Linked DNA regions of Zea mays: regions 2 and 3 are each linked to region 1. A link is a contact called in public Hi-C data. All regions are on one chromosome and are shown on one strand. The core of a region is the stretch at or near the end of the contact, and the rest is flanking DNA. Distances in the headings are between cores, read along the strand shown. Region 1 holds the start of LOC103626260 (calmodulin-binding transcription activator 3). Region 2 overlaps LOC103628156. Region 3 holds the start of LOC100285253.

What was found. Hi-C and Micro-C count contacts between places; a contact is called where the count stands out from the background.
Region 2: a contact with region 1 is called in a Hi-C map of bundle sheath, with 3 times the contacts expected there. The contact joins the enhancer-like site here to the promoter of LOC103626260 in region 1. A contact is called at or near these places in 2 of 25 Hi-C or Micro-C datasets (bundle sheath and tassel).
Region 3: a contact with region 1 is called in a Hi-C map of leaf, with 4 times the contacts expected there. The contact joins the promoter of LOC100285253 here to the promoter of LOC103626260 in region 1. A contact is called at or near these places in 11 of 25 Hi-C or Micro-C datasets (bundle sheath, ear, endosperm and 5 more) and 1 of 3 datasets of contacts at active chromatin or transcription factors (seedling).

Annotation. Positions count from the first base shown.
Region 1 is chr5:39,702,848-39,707,561 of Zm-B73-REFERENCE-NAM-5.0, forward strand. LOC103626260 (calmodulin-binding transcription activator 3) reads right to left here and starts at 2,288. Exons shown (of 13, transcript XM_008646655.4): 1 at 1,810-2,288. The coding sequence starts at 1,855.
Region 2 is chr5:39,855,848-39,860,234 of Zm-B73-REFERENCE-NAM-5.0, forward strand. It overlaps LOC103628156, which reads left to right. Exons shown (of 17, transcript XM_020538313.3): 16 at 1-143; 17 at 266-606. The coding sequence ends at 427. Among protein-coding and RNA genes, the nearest start is that of LOC103628156, 40 kb to the left of the region's middle. Within about 2 kb of position 2,359, at least 11 of the 20 cell types and tissues checked have an H3K27ac peak or open chromatin away from gene starts, as enhancers often do. A contact at or near this core is called in bundle sheath, where this site is marked.
Region 3 is chr5:39,901,197-39,905,808 of Zm-B73-REFERENCE-NAM-5.0, forward strand. LOC100285253 reads left to right here and starts at 1,831. Exons shown (of 9, transcript NM_001158147.2): 1 at 1,831-2,222; 2 at 2,310-2,989; 3 at 4,157-4,218; 4 at 4,435-4,504. The coding sequence starts at 2,051.

The DNA.
Region 1 (4,714 bases), core at 1,038-3,537:
GCCAGAACTCCTAAAACCCGGAAAATCCCACTAGAGGGAGCATAGATAAGACTAGGGATGTAAACGGGTTGGGACAAATCGTGTTCCGTTCCGCACCGATTTCTATATTTGTCCCCCTCGAATTCGTATTCTCGGAAAAATGTGAAACGGAATAAGATAAACAAAAACGGTTCAGGCTATATCTCAATCATCTTTGTTTATCCCATATTAATATGGGATTATACCGTATTCAATACGATATATCCCGTTTTATGTTGTTAGCCGGCCCACTACCATGCCCACATGGTGTATCCTGTATTTCTGTATGCAAATTTGTATCATGTATTTTTGCATGCAGAATTATAGGATGACAAGGACATAGAGGTGAAGGACCATGAGGATGAAAGTGGGTACCCAAATCATTAAGACAAATTTAATATTTTAAAATAGACATGTATGAAATTTTTTTCTCATGTTATCAAGCACATTATACAAATAAGAATAAAATTTTGCATAAATTGTTTTATATATTATTTGCTCCCAACAACAAACAAGGTGAAAAAATATTTGTATCCGTATCCAAATTTTATATCTATCATTTGAGAAGATATATGATAAATTTGAGGTTTACCTTTTATGAACATTTACAAGTTCAATGCAAAAAACAAGAATATTAATTTGTATAGCAAATTCTATATTCTATTTATTCACAATCAAAGAAAAAGACCAAAAAATTGATATATCCGAATAAGTATCTGTTTTCATCCCTAAGGGCTAGGAGCGGGATGACGAAGAGAACGAATATATGGACTGTGATCATAATGTCATGGGTGACCATACTGAGCTTGAGTTATAGTTGTAGGGTACCATTTTTAGTTTGAGTTAATGTGTTATGTGTGGTGGACTTTTATGAACTACCAGTGTGCTTGTGTAATTATGTGTGTATATTTAATTAATTACACATTGATATTGGCTTGTTACTTGTTTTTATAGACCTATTAGTAATATTTCTCTATGTACTTATGTTACCTATATTAATATATTATTATCATATATTTGTTGTTCATTGATGAGACTATGTATGATATAGATGGTGTTTTAGTTTTATCTTTCCAATTTTCGACCGTTACCGATGCATTTCTGTTCGGATTAGTTTATTTTCGTCATCCCAAACATCCCGTGTCCAATCCCGTTTCCGACAATTCTGATCCTGAATCTGTTTTCGAATTAAAAAGTATAAATGAAAACGAGAAAGGGTTTGTTCCGACCAATTCCGTCCGTTTACAGCCCTAAATAAGATCCTCCTACTCCCTAACTCCTGGCCATAGACCCATAGTGCACCAAATCTACCAAACCCATGAATAATACCAAAATTTCCATGGTCTCCGATCTCGGCGTACCTATCTGCAAGAATTTGATAAATACTCCACTGCTTGCAGTGATTCCCTACGAGAAGCACACAAACCCTGAACGAGAAAGGCATCACAAAGACCCTCCTGTTCCGCAGCGACCGCAGGGCCGACCTGCCGACGCCTCCGTGCCGGCACCAACACAAAGTACGAAACACCCAAAGTCCCGACGCCAACACAAAGTACCAAACACCCACAGTCCCCAGTCACCACAGGTTCCGAGGAGACCCGCGCCCGCGACGTGGAGAGATGCTTCCGCCTTGGAGACACCCGCATCTCCCGGCTGCCCGGTTGACCACGACCGGAGCGTTGACCGAATCACTCAGATCAGATCGAAGCACCCGACCTCAGGAATCAGGAGTAAACAAAGCGCACGGGATCACGGGGGATGGGAAGCGGGCGGGCGGACGGGACGGCTCACCTAGCTGCGGCACGACCGCGAGGCGGCGCGCCTCCGCCGAGGCCATCGATTGGGCTCACAACCAGCGGCCGCGCACCATGCAACCCGCTGGACCGGCCCCGGGGAGGAGAGGCCGACAAGCGAGGACCGGAGGATGTGCTCGCCCGGGGATCCGAGCAGCGCTGGGTGGGGGTGGAAAGGGTGATTTCTGCAGGATTCTGGGTGTTGGGAAAGTGAAACGGAGAACGTTTCCTCGCTCACTCCGTCGGGGTTTAGCTCAGAGCTTAGCCGCCCGAATGGTACTGGAGAGGCCTGGAAGTGCAAGGGGAGGGGGGACTGGTGCAGGCGCAGCTGCGAAAGGGTAGTGAGTGATTAGAGGAGTGATATGGCGAGATGACCGTTTTGCCCGCGAGATTAAGGAATCTTCGTTCCCTGATCCTGGTCTCCTGTCTCAGGTGGTCGTGTCGCGGTACAGCTTTTTTTCTGGCCAAAATATGGTTAAGAGAATGTAAGGATTACGTGTGAATGACCATAAAGGGGTATATAGGGTTTAAAATCTACAAATTAGATGGATTCCTACTGTCGTGACGATTCGGTAGATTATGTGTTCACGTTAATTTTAGTCAATTTTCACTTAAACGATTCTTATAAAAGCTACATAAAAAATTAGACGTTTGTCAGTCTACATAAGCTTCTGGTGATCAGAATCCAGAATCAGTAAAAAAGTTAAAACAAATAGAACCAATATAGGCAACATCGGATCAGTTACTTCTCAATCCAGTAGTATCTCTCGTGCTGAGGCAATTATAGTAATCACCATAGCAAGTCATGTCTCTTGCATATGGACTTTAGCATACCCTAGCGGATGGGCATGCTAGTTGTACAATGGTGTATGACTCTGTTGAACACCAAAAGTAGTGGACGGTTCCACTCTAGAGCTCGGACGTTTCGCGCCCTCACGATCAGATTAACTCGGACGATTATCCTTATCTTGTGGGTGGTTGTCTATCTAATTACGTAGTATTTATTAGCTATCGCATAAGAATGGGTCTAGACCTCCCATATATATAAAGGGGTACAGTCGATTAAGAACCCTAAACACATTTCAATCGAACCAATTACTTTATTTATCATCCCTTTATCGTTCCTGTCCTAGCAATCTATTGTAGCATAGTCTAGTTGTAGCTTTCCACATATCCGGCTCCATCTCTATTCGACTCTACGTTGTCTAGATCTGTCTTGTGTGGTCTGCCGACCCCAAGACAATCTAAGGATCTTACCTCTCCCAGGACAAGATCTGGTTATCAATCCAAGAGATCTCTTCCTCGAGTTGATCTCTTAATTCCTATGCGACTCTACATCGTCTAGGGACGCCCGGGTGACCTGTCGACCCGAAGCACACTAAGATCTCTCCCCTAGAGACGGGATCTAGATTCCCATGAGAAAGAAGACGACCATGCACCATCGCGGATCGTCCAGCCCAGAGCGGACCGTCTGGTGCGACGCAGGAAAGGAGTCTCTCATGCGCCTAGGTCGCGGCCCGTAAAACCTAGAGTTGTCGATCGTCCGCGCCGCCGCAAAGGGCGTCGCTAGACGGTTCATCTCCCAATGTTTGGCGCCAGATCGGTGCCAACACACTTTTTGGCGACTCCGCTAGGAACGAAGGTTGCAGATCTACAAAATCAGGCTTATATGGCCGATTCTAAAGATATCAACGGTGTTTCTCCAAACATCAACACAAGGCTGACTAATTTTTCAGTCGTTGAGCATAAGAAATTACAAGATGACATGAAGAAGATGGACGAGGACATCCAACGAGAACAAGATCAGGTGCTCAAGGTGGCAAAGAAGTGGTACCTCTCGCACTTTAGGGTAGATTACCACCAGAAGGTCATCCGGGAGAGAGAAATAAATGTCGATTATATGTCAGTCGTGTCGCAGAAGCTCCCCACGATATGTGATACCAAGTCAGCCGATGATATTCATTCAATTAAATTTTCTTTTGATAATTGGATTAAAAGTATCAAAGAGGATATAGAGAAGATGGTGCATGCATTAGGAAAAACTCACATGCCCAATTTTTTCACATAAATTGGGAACCGAAACAATTGCGCCAAACATATCGGCAACAAATTGGATATGTCAGTGGACTCATATCCAAGACGACCATCACCGCCATCTTCGCTAAACGGTGGGTCAACTCTGAGCATGCCCAGACTGTCTGCACACGATCTTGGATCGTTCGCACCTCCATCAGACCGTCTTGCACCCTACGCCGGACAGTCCAGAGTCACATAGAGCCCATCACAAGGTTCGCAGGCGTTACCCGGCACGACCAGACAGTCCGAGATTAGTACCGGACCGTCGAAGAATAGTACCTGACCGTCCGGGAATAGTTCCAGACCGTCCGGTTCGCTTGCAAACGGTCCGACTACACAGGTTGGACCATCCGAAGAACCATAATTCACCTGTGATTAGCCTAGTACAGAAGGTCGACATAAAGATAGTCGGCCACCTAAGCCCCAAGAGCCAAAAAGGTTGCACGTCGCTGAGTTTGTTTGGCCTGCTAAGGTCAAATCTTCTGCTTGCTCTCACCCGCACTTGACACTAAAGGGGAAAGCTAAGTTCATATTTAATATTACTAAACTAAGTATCATAAAATATTTGATGAGTTACTTAAGCATGGTAATATTAAATTGTCACATAAAATTCCTCCGGTTGAAGAATTAAAAGGGCGTGTGTATTATAAATGGCATGTCTCCTTTCTTCATAACACCAACGATTATGTTGTCTTCCATCGGCAAATACAATCGTCTATAAACGAAGGTCGGTTGAGATTTCAAGAGGTGAAGTTTGACAGGCAACATGTCCCTGTCGCCACATTAGAGCCGACGAGTAAAAAAAGTTAGTTCGGCCATGTGCGGCT
Region 2 (4,387 bases), core at 1,109-3,608, 150 kb after region 1:
TCATAGAGCAAATTAAGAAGGTTGCATCTGAAATCAGGCCTGCAGATTTTGTACCCTTTAGAATTCCTGTGGATCAGTCTGATCTGTCTTTAAGAAAGTTGGAGGAGCTAACGAAAGAGCTGCAATCCCTTCAGAAGGAGAAGGTCAGCATCACTTGTTCAAATCCTCTTTATCTGTCTAATGAATATTACTCCCCATGTCTATTATTTTCCTTCAATACTCATACAAGTCTATAAATCTTATTGTCTGTGCCTGTTTTTAACAGAGTGATCGGCTGAAGCAAGTCATGGAACATCTTAACACTTTGCATTCGTTATGCGAGGTGCTTGGTGTAGACTTCAAACAAACAGTAAATGAGGTGCTAATGTGGTGGAGCTACGAACAACAATCTGATGTCCTGATCGAGAGCGACGGAGCTAATGTTTGAACTTGTGTATTTGAACTTGTGAACTATGGATGTGAACTTGTGTGAATTTGTGAACTTATGTATTTGGACTTATGTGAATTTGCGAACTTATATATTTGGACTTCTGTGAATTTGTGATATGAACATATATCAATGTGTTTGAAATCTGTATTGTATGTGATATATTGTGTTGCATGTGATATTTTGTGTGTCTATTTTTTCATTTTTGTATTTTTATTTTTTTTTTTTCTGGAAAAGGGTTAAGAACGTGGGTACCCACGTTCTTAACCTTAAGAACGTGGGTACCGTCGAACTTATTGTGCAGTCTGTGCAGACCCACGCAGGGTTAAGAACGTGGGTACCCACGTTCTTAATGTTAAGAACGTGGGTACCGTCGAATTTATTGTGCAGTCCGTGCAGACGTCCGCAGGACACATAAGTTCGACGGCCACGTGGCCCCGTCGAACTTAAGGTTAAGAACGTGGGTGCCGTCGAACTTATGGGAAAAAATTCGACGGCCCCCGTCGAACTTAAAAACGCACGTTCTTAACATTAAGTTCGACGGTACCCACGTTCTTAACATTAAGTTCGACGGTACCCACGTTCTTAACCTTAAGTTCGACGGGGCCGTCGAACTTACTTCTCTAAGTTCGTCCGAAAATCGCCGTCGGCTATGTTCGTCGGTAAACCCACGTTCTTACGGTAAGTTCGACGGCTTATTACATTAAGTTCGACGGTTTTTCACCCACGTTCTTTAACCAGTTTCTTGTAGTGAGAGGTTCATCGACCAACCGACTCGAAAATCAAGCGAAGCCTTGATAGAGGAGCGGTTAAGTGCTTTGAATCCACGTCAACGTGGATTAGGGGTAGCCGACAAATTACTAAGACCATGGTAAAAAATTTGGTCTCCCTTGTGACCGATTGCTTGTCTCAAAGTTATTACTTGTGTTTACTTTGTGCAATCTCTCATTCCTAGCATTACTTGATTGTCTGTCCATCCTAGGTTGCAAACCAAATTTAGCTCAACATAGGCTAGAAGATTTAATCCTCTTGTGATTCTAATTAAATTTTCTTTGTGTCTTTGAATTTAGTTAAAACCGTCTAATCACCCTCCCTCTAGCCGGTGTCTTTAATCCTACAACTACCCTCGTCCACCTTCCACACACCAAGGCCGAAGCATTCCACCTACGCACGTACGAGCCCAAATACTTCCTAGTCCCTATGGAGTTTGAAGGGTTCGCTCGGCCCATTGATAATGGTTTGGGTGGTTTTCACGGTCTATGTATAGGATAACAACCCACTGCTAAGGGGTGGGAATAAACCTACACGTTTTACGTGTGATGCAGGACAACCGTCGATTACTTCGCAAAACTGTGTCTAAAAATATATCTCTAGGAACGATTTATAAGCTGCGATGCTCCTAGAGCTAGTTACAAACAAAAAGCAGGAGGTATCTAAAAATATCTTTTCAGATATTATAAGATATCTGCGACCAGGAGAGACACTTTTCCTATATGCATAGAATGGCGATCGATTTCGGCAGCATCCACTACGAGAATAAATTGTCGGCAGCAGCAGCAAGCTTGCCTTTTTGCACTCAAGCCGCCAAGCCGGACGCACAGCATCAGATGAGAAGTCCCAATTAGAAAATGCCTTTTTAAAAAAAGAAAAAGAAAAAGAGAAAAGGTATATAACCTTTCAACTCAAAGTTCTGTCAACATCAAGCGTGTTCACCTCTCCGTTGATATGATGTGCCATCCATATATAATGCACTAAATTAAAGTATATGCGCAAAATATCCTATGGTGTGTGTTATCCATTGCATTTTTTTTTCCCGAGTCCAAAATGGTTGATGTTAACGTTGTTTTAAAAGAACTAGTGGGGAGGGTAGCACTTTTGCTAGTGGGATGGTGGTGCCGGCCCTCTTGCTGCCTTTGAATCGTATTCTAGCAGCAGCGTGTTTTTCCGCCGTCGCTGGCCGGTTTTGCCCGCCGGCCGGAGCGCTTTCATCTTTTCGATCGAGCAGAAGAATACTCCGCCACGACTCATGCGCGCTGCGCACTCACATGAAGATAAGTACAACTATAATGTCCTACTCCACGTATAGTTATTGCGTGCACACAGCATAGATTTTGCGCTCATGCATGCATGCCAGCTTGTGCTCTAGCTAGTTGTTGGATACGATAGAGATTCCGTCGTCGGCGTGTAAATTAAAAGACCTTGGTGTCAATCAAAAGTATATTCGTGTAATTAATTAATTAATTAAGCCATTATAAGATTTAGGTTTTGTTTGGTAGAGCTCCATCAGTTCTAGGTTTACTAAAAACAACTCTATTCTACAAAAAAAAATTTCTTAAACAATCATATACACTATATTTAGATTCACGAAAACGGTGGTGGATGTGGAGGTCAGCTTCCCCATTTTGGTGGAGCTACGTTCTCCACTAGGATGTGTTTGGGATGGCTGTAGGTTGTGGAGTTGTGATTTATAATATCAGTTTAAATAGATCTAAAAATATTTTTAATATAAATAATAAATAAAATGACTTATCTAAATGTTTTGTAAAGAGTTAAAACACTCTAGCTCCATGACTTTTTTTAGAGCATCTAGTGACATGCTCTATCAACTACACCAAATTTTCTGTAGCTAGAGCTGTCATAAACATGGCCTTAGCTCAAGTTTGGTGAAGTTAAAAGAAAATTATCCACCACATCTCTGATTACAAAATCTTTTCTCGTACTGGTTAGTTTATGTTAGCTATAATGCCCTGCATGGATCATAAACTACTGCTGTCTAGCCAAACAATTCCGGGTAAATATTAGATCCACGATGGAGCTGTGTAAACACCACTACAAGAAAATGTTGAAGAAGTGTCGGTAAATATAAGAGCGTCGGTCTCGACACTCTTATTACTGTAAAAGTGTAGGTTCTAAAAGTACCGACACTCTTAAATTAAGAGTGTCGGGGTCTCGCGTGAACCCACACTCTTAATTTAAGAGTGTCGGCCCACCATTTGCCGCACACTCTTATTCTTTTACCCTAGCCACCCGAAACTACTCGGTCAGCTTCACCAGCCCACGCGCCGCCGCATTCTCCATCCTGCTCGCGCCGCCGCCGCCCTTCTCCAATCCGCCGCGACACCGGCGCCCGACCGCCACCCCCGTTCGCCGTCGCCCACGCCCGGCTGCCTCCATTCCTCCACGCGCCGCCCACCTCCATTCCCCCACGCCCGGCCACGCGCCGCCCACCTCCATTCCCCCACGCCCGGCTGCCTCCATTCCTCCACGCGCCGCCCACCTCCATTCCTCCACGCGCCGCGACGCCGCGACGCCGACGCCCACCCTCCGCGCGCAGCCACGACGCCGGCGCCCACCCGCGACGCCCCGGGCGCCCGCTCCCTCCGTGCGCAGCGCGCCGCAACGCCGACGCCCACTCCCTCTGCGCGCAGCGCGCCGCCGCCCCGCTCGCTTGCGCAGTGCGTCGCTGCCCCGCTCGCTTGCGCAGCGCCCCGCGCGCCACCCGTTCCCTCCCGCAGCGCCGCCTGCTCACCGCTCCCTCCCGCGCGCCGGCCGCCGCTCCAGCGCCGCTCACCCCGTCCGCTCCAGTGCTGCCCGCTCTCTCCCGTGACTTCCGTCGACATCCAGCGACGCCCGCCGACGTCCAGCGCCGTCTGCGCCGCCCACGGCCTCCTGCGTCGCCCACGGCCTCCTGCGTCCTGAGCACAGCCTCGCCGACGCGCCACCCCGCCCGCAACGCCCTGCATTAACCTGTGAGTACAAATATCTACCAACTTTTAGTATAAATATGCATTAACTTGTATATTTTTCTAATGTGTAATTGTAGTGATGCTTTAACTCGTACCTAAGTGTATATATGTTATTAAATATGTGTCGTTTCTTTAGCTTTGAATATGAGTGATGATCGAAGAAGGGCGATGTACGATGGATTCGACAGTGCCACTCATGGGCACTCTGATGCAT
Region 3 (4,612 bases), core at 581-3,080, 200 kb after region 1:
AGGGCGCTAGCTCTCCTCCGCTAGACACGTTAGCACACTGCTACACCCCCCATTGTACACCTGGATCCTCTCCTTGCGCCTATAAAAGGAAGGACCAGGGCCCTCTTACAGAGGGTTGGCCGCGCGGGGAAGGACGGGACGGCGCTCGCGTGAGGCCGCTCGCTCCCTCCCGCGTGGACGCTTGTAACCCCCTACTGCAAGTGCACCCGACCTGGGCGCGGGACAAACACGAAGGCCGCGGGATTCCACCTCTCACGCCCGTCTCCCTCCGGCTGCCTCCCCCCTTCGCGCTCCGTCTCGCGCCGACCCATCTGGGCTGGGGCACGCGGCGATCATTTACTCGTCGGTCCAGGGACCCCCCGGGTTTCGAAACGCCGACAAAGCTGTACACAATATGAAAATCATGGTCGGAGCGAAGGTTGAACCAGCGCCGAAGCTACGCGCAAGGGAGCTTCGACTCAGTAGCAGAAAAAGGAACCGACTTAAGAAGGAAAAGATTATTTAGTCCTCGATAGATTATTATCGAGTTAATAGTAAACATGAAGGATATAAATGTAATTTCACATAGGCTGCGCCCTGTGCCTATAAATAGATGAACAGTACCCCCGTACCGTTCACGCTGACTTATACTCACTTGTGTGTCACGCTTGGACTTTTCACCTTCTGTCAAGCCGAAGGTACAAATGTAATCTGATGTTGTTCTTATTTATTCATGATGATATAATAAAGAGATATTAACAATGTCATATGCTTATTCATGTTATTTCTCATGTTTCATATACTTCGTCTTTCATTAACATGTATTGTGATGATGAAGGTACGTCCTTCATAACCTTCATTCGAAGATCGTTATATCCTAAGGGAAATAATGCTTCGAAGGACGAAGGACATTAACCATTAATCTTTTTTTGTGTTGCCTTGTTCTTAATTCATAGCATTTGAGAACAAGTCACCAATAGTTGTCATAAGGAGTGAAAAGCTTCCTCTCATTTCTGACTCCACACAAATTTGACTCCCTTCTTTAGTAATTCTATCATCGGTTTCGCAATCCGAGAGAAGTCAGAAATAAATCAGCGATAATATCCTACTAATCCTAGAAAGCTTCGAATTTGACAAGATATAATTGGAGGTTTCCAGTCCATCATCTCTTGTACTTTTAGATTTTTCCCATTTTCCTCACGCGTGCATTGCTTGAGATAGCGAAGCATACACACAGTTAGATTTTAGGTTTTTCATATATATGTCATTATGAAAATTGAGCAAGCTAACGATACCATTATGATTTGTGATACCCGGTGGTTGCCATCATTCGATAAAAAAATTTGGCCCCTGCCATTATCTACGGTTGCACGTGTACTATACATTAGTATTATCTTTTTTTACTCTCTTCCTCGCTGGTCTTCTCCCTCCCCATTGAACATGTTCCATGTCGACCTTGCTATGCCAGTGGACGGGCCGATGCACCGGCTGCTGGCAGCTTCGAGGAGGTGGGCCCTAGCGGAGCGGTCACTGTCGACATTGATCTAGCAGAGGGCATTTTCGTCTTCTTAGGTGAGTCATGTACACACGAACATAGATAATGGTATATAACATTTTTTGATCGAATAATAATAGCCACCGGATATCACGGATTATAATGACATCTCTAAAATATGCGATTTCAATAATGACATATATATAAAAATACAAAAGATTTTTTGGGAGAGATTTATTTTTTGCGCATTTCAACATTAGTTTTTAAATTTTATCCTCAATCACACAATTTACAGACACAGACAGGTCCTTCGTAGATTCAAACAGTATTTATAACAAGTCATCGGCAAAATCCCCATACGTCGAATTTTAGGACGGCCTGCGGTAACTCCTCACGGCACGTCGAGCCCACTCAGCAGTCAGCAGCGACCCGCACCTTCCGGTCAAGAGTTCTCGAGAGCTCAAACGATCCATCCTCACCACCATTCGACTCCACAGCTGGAGGCTGAAGCTCCGCAGTCACAGCATTCAAATCAATCTCTCTCTTTCTCTCTCTCTCTCTCACAGGAGGTAAGCCATGGCAGAGTTGCCTTTGGCAGCGGGGCTGATGGACCTTCGCAACTGCAAGCTCTCTCCGAAGCCAGCGCCGCCCTTGCCACTCCCCGCGCTCCGCCGCATGCACACAAGCGCCACGGCTACGACGGCCCCGTCCCCGCGCCATGCGGTCCCCGAACTCCACTCCACTACCGGTAAGCGTTATTTGGTTTCCACTCTCTCCCCTGTCCCCTCCCTCTTCGTCTTAGTCGCTGATTTGGGTGTGCTGTCGCCGCGCGCAGAGCTGGCGGACGGGAGCATCGTCTTCCGTTTCGGCCATCCTAAGTCCAAGGCGCTGGAGCCGGAGCCGGCGAGCGTAAAGACCAGCCCTTACTCCAGAGTTGCCCCTGCCTCGGGCGCTGTGCCCGGCAGCCAGATGGAGCCGGAGATTGACTCTGAACATGGATTAGACGGCGTGCGAATAGGCACCACGGCTGGGGTTGAGAAGCCGAGCCCGAATGCCGCAGCCGAGGCCTGGCCGACACCTCCACCTCCTGACGCCGGCGCGGTAACCGGTGCCACTTCCGCTGCGCTAGAGGAGGCGCCGGAGCAGGAGGCGGGTTCCAATGCTGCCGTTGAGGAGGTGGACACCAGGCCATCATCCGCAGAGTCTCTTGTCCCGTCGAGATCAGAGGATGGGCCAAAGGGCGACGGCGTCGCTGTTGAGGCTGGCATGCCGACCAGTGGTGCTGCCATGGATACGATTGAGACTGCTTTGGAGGGGCGCGGGGCAAGCGAGGATGACTCAGCAGTTGATGTGAGTGGTGGCTTGGATGAGGCGGCGACTTCCGGTTTGGAGGACTCCGAAGCCGCATCGGAAGGCTCCACTGCACAGGATTTCTACACCGACGTTGAAACGGAGTCCAGCGGCTCCAGCAGCGACGAGCAGAGAGCTGAGTTCGGCTTTTCCTTACCACCACCGGTATGAAGTGCTCCAATCTTCTGAATTTCGATGTGCAGTTTGTTGTACTTATCATGAACTTCTACCCTGTTTCATAAATGCATTCCCCTAACTAAAGTAAAGTGATGATATTCTGGAAAACAACTGAACAGCTGACAAAAAAATGTTGTTTCTTACTGGAATAATGGTAAATTTCTGGTATTGAGTTCATTCAATTAAGGGGGTGTTTGGTTTTATGGACTAATTTTTAGTCCCTCTATTTTATTCCACTTTAGTTCATAAATTGCCAAATATGGAAACTAAAATGTAGTTATAGTTTCCGTATTTGGCAATTTATAGACTAAAGTGGAATAAAATAGAGGGACTAAAAATTAGTCCCTAGTAACCAAACACTCACTAAGTGTTGAGTTCATTCAATAAAGTGTGGAGTTCATTCAATTAAGTGTGGAGTTCTTGACTCATGATTGTGATGAAGTGCAAATTTAGAAGTAGCGGATCTTGTAAGATGCGGTGCCGTTGAGTAGAACTTCTATGTTAGCTAAAATTGTGAACACAAACGACAAAGTTTTGTCGCAAGTCCCCCTTTTCCTTCCATATTTCTTAAGTATACTGACAGCCGTATCTTTAATTTTTTTTGGAAGAATTAGCTGTTATACCATCTCCCCCCCCCCCCCCTTTCTGTTCACATTCTCGATCATGTTTTATATCGTGTATCGCTGTTGTCATATTTTTGTTTGGTCCGTTCATCACATTGTGACCATATACAGCTTGCATGGGACCACACCTTCAACTAAACGAGTAAACGACATAAGATGACACATATGTATCCATTAAGGGGGTGTTTGGTTTTAGAGACTAATTTTTAGTCCCTCCAATCTATTCCACTTTAGTCACTAAATTGTCAAATATGGAAACTAAAATAGAGTTATAGTTTCCATATTTTGCAATTTATAGACTAAAGTGGAATAAAATGGAGGGACTAAAAATTAGTCCCTACTAACCAAACACTCCCTAAATAGTATGGCCTGTCGAGTTTGTGTACAAAATGGCAAAATCAATGTGAACATTATGTGCCTTGTGGGCAGAAACCTTGTGCATTTATATCATTGTATGGACATTTGTTGGGAGTATTGGATTGGACTTGAATTTTTACATGTCTGGGACTAACGTGCTTGATTCATCCTATAGGAACAAGTTAGCAACAAGGCGGATTGGAAAAATGACACTTCAGAGGTGAAGAGTTCTGATAGGTAATCTCTGTCTTACTTTGATTTTATGTGTTCCAAACCATGTAGCTGTCAGTAATAAACTATCCTGTAATAGCTTCTACTGTTTTTATACGAGACACAGTTTTCCCTTCATTTAATTATCTCTGTCACACACCTTACAGGGTTTCATGAGCTCTATGCCTGTATTTCAGGACTTTAAAAAGAAAACCATTTTCTAATATTTCAATTCACATCTAGGATGATTCCAATAGCTCAACGGACACGTGTGTTATCGTCAGGTGCTGCAATATTGCCTCATCCGTCAAAGGTATATTCTGCTTTTATCATTTTGTGAAATATTTACTTCTCACTAATTGACAAGAAGAAATTTTACTTGTGAGATCTCAAATCCCAAATCCTATCTTTCCTTGTTAAG